Linked DNA regions of Anser cygnoides: region 1 is linked to region 2. Evidence: chromatin contacts called from public Hi-C data. All regions are on one chromosome and are shown on one strand. Each heading gives the region's core, a stretch centred on a gene start, on an enhancer-like site or on the middle of the called end of the contact. The rest is flanking DNA. Distances are from core to core; before and after follow the strand shown.

Region 1 (3,170 bases), core at 633-3,132, 770 kb before region 2:
GTTTTTCTGTACTGTTTGTTCTCCATTTGGAAGTTTTTGCAGTTCTGGCCACAACAATGTGTAAATACAGCTAAATTCCTCCTATTAGAATACATTGCTTACTGAAAGAAACATAGGCAATTCTTTGAATAATAAACTGGGCTATTCATAATTTCCTATTCTATTATCAGCCATACAAATAAATGGTTATATAACATTTGACAGCTATTACGCTTTTCATGTATTAAACTTTTTCAGGTATTTAACTTTTGCCTCCCCATGGAGTGAGAAGCAATTGCAACATCTGACATTTACTCCGCTTTTATTGGATTTTTTTTCTATTGTCTTTTAAAATTCTCATTAAGCTTTCATCAGTATTATGCCTCCGTGGGATATACTGGGATATGTTAGAACTTGTTTGACCCCATGATCTCAAGGGCTTTGTCAACTGTCTCCAAGGATAAAGGGCATGTTAAAGAGCAAACCACTGGGCTCCTCAATTAGGAGTAAGATTTAGCCTTTCATCTTGCATAAACCCCAGCTATTAAGAAATTCAGGATAAACAGAAATATTTTTTTCACACAGCGCCTAGTGCAACAAAGGTCTTCACAAATGGTCCAGAGTTGGCAATGGGTTGGAAGTGAGCTGGAAAAAGCCACTATCTAAAGCCAAGTGAAACATGTTATAGCAGGTGGTAAACCTCACCGTGAGTGGGAATGAGGGGTGGTCGCTTTGGTAAGGAAAAATCAGGAAGAATGCTTTACAAAACCTGGCAAGAAAAATGTATGTGTAGGAAAGACCAAAGATAAATTAACTTCAATTGCTAAATAAATTGTCTTGAGTACTGTGTTCAGCTTTGGGCCTACAAGGACATTGAGGCCCTGGAGTGTGTCCAGAGCAGGGCTACGAAGCTGGTGAAGGGCCTGGAGCACAAGTCCTGTGAGGAGCGGCTGAGGGAACTTGGGTTGTTTGGTCTGGAGAAGAGGAGGCTCAGGGGAGACCTTATTGCTCTCTACAACTGCCTGAAAGGAAGGTGTGGGGAGCTGGGGGTCGGCCTCTTCTCACAGATAACTAGTGATAGGACTAGAGGGAATGGCCTCAAGTTGTGCCAGGGGAGGTTCAAGTTGGAAACGAGGAGACATTTCTTCTCAGAAAGAGCAGTCAGGCATTGGGACGGGTTGCCCAGGGAGGTGGTGGAGTCACCGTCCCTGGGGGTGTTCAATGAAAGGTTGGACGTGGTGCTTAGGGACATGGTTCAGTGGGTGACATTGGTGGTAGGGGGATGGTTGGACCAGCTAATCTTGGAGGTCTTTTCCAACCGTAATGATTCTGTGTTTCTATATGTATATTAATTATATATGTATGTTTAGCACTTGAAATTTATATATATGTATATATGTATATATTGGAATGTGTGTATATATAACGAAGGTTATGACCCAAGGGACTCTGGAAAAGGCAGCTCTGGGACACGATGAAGAATTAACCCCAATTAGTACGGGCAGAGGGAGTGGCGGGGCATGCAGCTGCCCCACGGCCAGCGGCTGGACGCTTAACTCTCCCCGTTTGTTCCCCTTCTCCTCATGGGCTACCCCCCGGGGTCTGCCCGGATCCCTTTCCGCCACCCGTGAGGGACTCCCCGGCGGTGAGACAGCGAGCCGGGTCAGCCCCACAACGGTCACCACAACCGCCCCGCCCAACGGCCGCGCCCGACCGTTACCGCCCCCAGCCCCGCCCCTCCCGCACGGCCCCGCCCCCTCCCGGCTGGCCTCCTGCGCAGGCGCAGAAGCCCGTCACTCCCCCCTCCCCACCCACCGCAGAGCGGGCTCTGATTGGCCCTCCCCTCGCCGCTTCTGGCCAATCGGGACGCCCGCCGGGGACCCCGCCTCTTTAGAACGCGCGGCGCCGGCGGCGGCCCCCGGCAGCGGCGGCGATGGCGGCGGCGGGGCTGGCGCGGGCGCTGCGCGGGGCCGGGGCGGCGGCGGCGGGGCCGCGGGTTCGAGGCCGGCCCTGGAGCCTCCCGCTGCCGGCCGCGCCCCGCCGGCCCGCCGCGCACTTCGCCTTCCAGCCGGACCCGGCGCCCAGCGCCTACGGTGAGAGCGGGGCCGGGCCCGGGTCCTCCCCGCGGGCAGGGCTCCGCAGCACGGCCCGCCCCGCCGCCGCGGCTGGAGGGGGAGCGGCTGGGGCGCGGGGCTGGGTCGGCCCCGGGAGGAGGAGGCTGAGGGGAGGCCTCATGGCGGCCTGCAGCTCCCTCACGAGGGGAGCGGAGGGGCAGGCGCTGAGCTCTGCTCTCTGGGGACAGCGACAGGACCCGAGGGAACGGCATGGAGCTGGGACAGGGGAGGGTCAGGCTGGGGGTTAGGGAAAGGTTCTGCACCCAGAGGGTGGTCGGGCACTGGGACAGGCTCCCCAGGGCAGTGGGCACGGCACCGAGCCTGCCGGAGTTCAAGAAGCGCTTGCACAACGCCCTCAGTCGCGTGGTCTGATTTTTGGGTGGTCCTGTGTGGAGGCAGGGGTTGGACCCGCTGATCCTTGTGGGTCCCTTCCAGCTCGGGATATTCTGTGGTACCTCGGTGTCGCCACTCAGCGATTAATTCCAAGAGAGCTCTCAGCCGTTCCTCGTTAGGCACAGGCGTGCCAGATGTCACAGCAGTGCCTGTGCGCTGCCAGCTTCTGCCGAGGTCCCGGTGGAGAAGCCCTTGTGGGCAGGCCTGGTGCTAGTGCCGTTTGCGGAGAGCAAAACTGTGCCTGGAAACATGCTTTGAAATCCTGTGAAAAACACTGAAAGGGAAATAAAGAAATGCCAATACTTGTCTGGACATTAATGCTTCTCCAGCTCCACCGTTCACACCTGCAGGGGGCGATTACTGTCTCCGTCCCCACAAGGGCTGAAACAAAAGTCTTTATTGTAAACAAGAACAGCAGGTCACAGCAGTCAGTGCCAGCAGGTTCTGACAGTGGTTGGAGTAATAGGCGTTTACTTGCATCAAATGCTGGAATGATTGTACCTTGGTAAAAGGACAACCTCAGCGCTTGTGTGGATGATGGGGAAAAGAGAGGAACAATTGCTGTTCACAGCTCTCCCTCTGCTGAATTTGTAAATGATGATCACTTGTAGCTACCTCATGATTTGAATGGTTCCCATAATAATTTTTACAGTTTCCTCCTGTTAAAGGGCCATGTGTAACAAG
Region 2 (3,297 bases), core at 15-2,514:
TAAAGGCATTTGGCACGCCGCCTAATTAACCCGAGCGAGCCGTCTGCGCGGCAAGGGAATGTGGCTCAGCACCGGGGCATTTAAACACCCCCAGAAGAGCGCGGCACCAGCACTTGCTTCCTTCTCGCAGCCACAAAAGCCCCCCTAAGCCCCCCGGGGACCGGGTCTGGCACCACAGGCTGCTGTAGGGCTGAGCCAGGAGACTGGCAGCGCCTTGGCTGCAGCAGGTACACCACCGGTGCTGGCAAATGCAGTGACACGGAGGGAAGGAAGCTGATCAGTGCCGGGGAGCACCAAGCCCAGCTGCTTTACCGCAAACCCCTCTTCACGTGCAAGGATGGGGGGGGGAAAAGTCCCCCGTGCGTCCCCGTGGGTCCCAGGGAGCGGGGCAGGAGGGGACACTGCCCCTCTCCTCGCAGGGTTACCTTGAGGGTGAGCGGCGTGATCTTCTCCTTGTTCACCCCCTCGGGCAAGAAATCCAAGAGGCAGTCCAAGACCACGTCCTTGACAGTCTGAAACTCGGCTTCCCCTTTGAGGTCGGCGCAGAAGATGAGGTCCAAGTCCTTGTAGCCCAGGCCGCTGTCCTGGTGGAGGACGTGGCTGGCGGCCGAGCCGTTGAGCCGCACGTCCCTCAGCCCGATGCCCTTCTCCTCCAGCCGGCTCCGCACCACCTTGACGATCTGCCGGGGCTGCATGGCCAGCGTGGGGAAGTTGCCGCGGCCGTGGATGGGGATGGTCTCGCTGAGGATGCGGTCCAGGCGCTGCACTTGCTCCCAGCTCAGCACGTTGCACTGCGCGCTCTCGCAGCCGCCCGCGTACCTCCCGGCGGGGCAGCCGCCGGCCTGCCCGTCCTCTGCCATGCTGGGCTGGATGGCACCGCTCCGGCTCCTCACCGCCCCCCCGGCGCCCCTCGTCCTCCGCGCCTGGCGAAAAGAGCAAAAAGCGAGCGGTCAGCGGCGGCGGCGGCGGCGGCGCTCCCCCGGCCCCCGCTGCGCACACCTTAAATTAACCAAAATGTAACAAAAAAAAATACAAAAATAAAAACCCGCCGAGGGGGGTAGGGGGGGAAAGCCCCCCGCGAGCACGGCGGAGGAAGGCGCCCGGACCTGCAGAGCCGCCGCTCTCCTCGCCCCCCGCCGGGGCTGAGGCCGCCCCGCGCCGTCGGAGAGGCCGCCCCGCGCCGCCCGCCGCCCCGCTCGCCCCCGCCGCGGGCCGCCGCCGTCTCCGGAGCTTTCGTAGTTGTGCCCGGGGAAGGTCCCCAGTAGTTTTTATACGGGCTTTCTCCGCTCTTCCGGGGCTCCGAGTCACGGCGCCCGCGGCCCGCCCCCTCCATCTGCATGGCCGGCCTCGCCGGTGCCCCCGGCACGCCCACGGAGCGCGCACCCACGGGCCGCCCCGCCGCCACGGCGCGGCTCGGCACGGCTCGGCAAGGCGCTGCGCAGCCGCCCCGCCCCGCTGGAAATCCCGCGCAGCGCCGCGCAGCCGCCCGCCCCTCGCCCTGCTTTGGGGGGGGGGGGGGGGGGGGGGGGCAACAAGTGGAGTCCCCTCGCGCTGCCCCGTATTTTCGTCCCCAATTTTTAACACCCCCCCCCCCCTTTAGGGACGTTCCCGGGAGGCCCAAACTTCGCAGCAGAGCGGCGGGATTTGGCAGGGCCCCGCTGCGAGCGGTTGCCGAGGATCCCAGACCTGGGGGGGGTCTCGGCTGCGCCATCCCCGACGGGATTTTCAAAGCCGGCGGCGGCGGCGCAGGGGCGTCGCGCAGTGCCTGCGCATCCCGGGAAGAATATTATATATATATGTGAATATATATATACATACATATAATAAGCAGCCTGCCCGTATATTACAACTTTGGTGATTTCGGAGGGAAAAATAAATAAAAATACCAGGATAATGCACACACACGTCTAATTTTCAAATTTTTTTCATCTTGATTTTTAATTTTCAACGTTTTTTCACCTTCAATTCCTCTTATTTTTAATGTAATCACTCCGCATTTGCGCCTTTTTCACCTGCTCCAGCGCTAAATTTGTTTGCGCCGGTCCCGTCGCGCTGCGCGCCCCCGCGCACCCCCCTGCGCGCCCCCGAGGTGGGGGGGGGGGGTGCGCGCAGCGCGCGGCTTGCGCGGGGAGGGAGGGGGGATGGGGGGGGGTCGTTGCGTCACCGCTCGGAGCTTTGTGACGCGCGGAGCGCGGGGCCAATGGGGGCGCGCGGCGGCGTGACGCGCGGCCGGCCCGAGCGGGCGCTGCGCCAAATGGCGGCGGGGGGGAGCAGTGGCGGTCGACGCACGGAGCCCCCTCCCCACATGTCGCCCCCCCCCACACACACACCCGCCATTACGCAGCGGGCTGGGGTTGGGGTCCGTGCCTGCATGGCACGGGGAAAGGCTCAGGAACGCCCCCCCCCCGCCTAATGAAAGCCCCGAGGGTGCCGCTCGGTGCCCCCCCCGCCCAGCCGGGGCGCCCCCCGGTACGAGCGGGGAAGCCCCCGCCGCCCTCCCCCGCTCGTCGCCGGCCGCAGCCGTGTGGCAACGGTGCCCCCTGCCGGGCAGCCGGCCCTCCCCGTGGGGGGAGACACGGTTTGGTCGAGCTTGAGGGGGTGTTTTGGGGGGTAGGGGGTGTTAAGGTGTGTGCGGTGGGGGCAGCGCGACACCGGGGGGGGGAAGCAAAGGTTGCGAGGTGCAACCCAGAAGGTCCCGCTGACCCTGCTGGAGACACTGCTGGTGTCGGATGGAATAAAGCACTGAGGTGTGTAGGGTCCTGTGCCAGCGGGTTAAAGAAAACAAAAAAGGGGGGAACGGGGGGGGGGGGGAGAAAAAGATAAAGGGGAAAAGAAAAGGGAAAGAAAAGGGAAAGAAAAGGGAAAGAAAAGGGAAAGAAAAGAAAAGAAAAGAAAAGAAAAGAAAAGAAAAGAAAAGAAAAGAAAAGAAAAGAAAAGAAAAGAAAAGAAAAGAAAAGAAGAAAAGAAAAGAAAAGAAAAGAAAAGAAAAGAAAAGAAAAGAAAAGAAAAGAAAAGAAAAGAAAAGAAAGAGAAGAGAAGAGAAGAGAAGAGAAGAGAAGAGAAGAGAAGAGAAGAAAAGAGAAAAAAAGAAAAAGAAAAAAGAAAAAATGGGAAAAGAGAAAAAAGGGGAAAAGAAAAAAATGAAAAAGAAAAGCAAAAAAGGGAAAAAAGGGAGAAAAAGAAAAAGGGGAAAAGAGGAAAAAGAAAGGGAAGAGAAAAAGAAAACAAAAGAAAAAAAGAAGGGAAAGAAAATGAAAAGAAAAAAGGGGGAAAGAAACGAAAAAGAAAATGGGAAGA

Evidence for each region. A called contact is a pair of places that touch in the nucleus more often than the background predicts.
Region 1: a Hi-C map of liver shows a contact between it and region 2, with 1.8 times the contacts expected there. The contact joins the promoter of BCKDHB here to the promoter of TENT5A in region 2. A contact is called at or near these places in 2 of 7 Hi-C or Micro-C datasets (granulosa cells and liver).

What each region holds. Positions count from the first base shown.
Region 1 is chr3:86,876,395-86,879,564 of Taihu_goose_T2T_genome, reverse strand. BCKDHB (branched chain keto acid dehydrogenase E1 subunit beta) reads left to right here and starts at 1,882. Exons shown (of 11, transcript XM_066994621.1): 1 at 1,882-2,072. The coding sequence starts at 1,913.
Region 2 is chr3:86,109,013-86,112,309 of Taihu_goose_T2T_genome, reverse strand. TENT5A (terminal nucleotidyltransferase 5A) reads right to left here and starts at 1,264. Exons shown (of 3, transcript XM_048079864.2): 1 at 1,107-1,264; 2 at 426-923. The coding sequence starts at 860.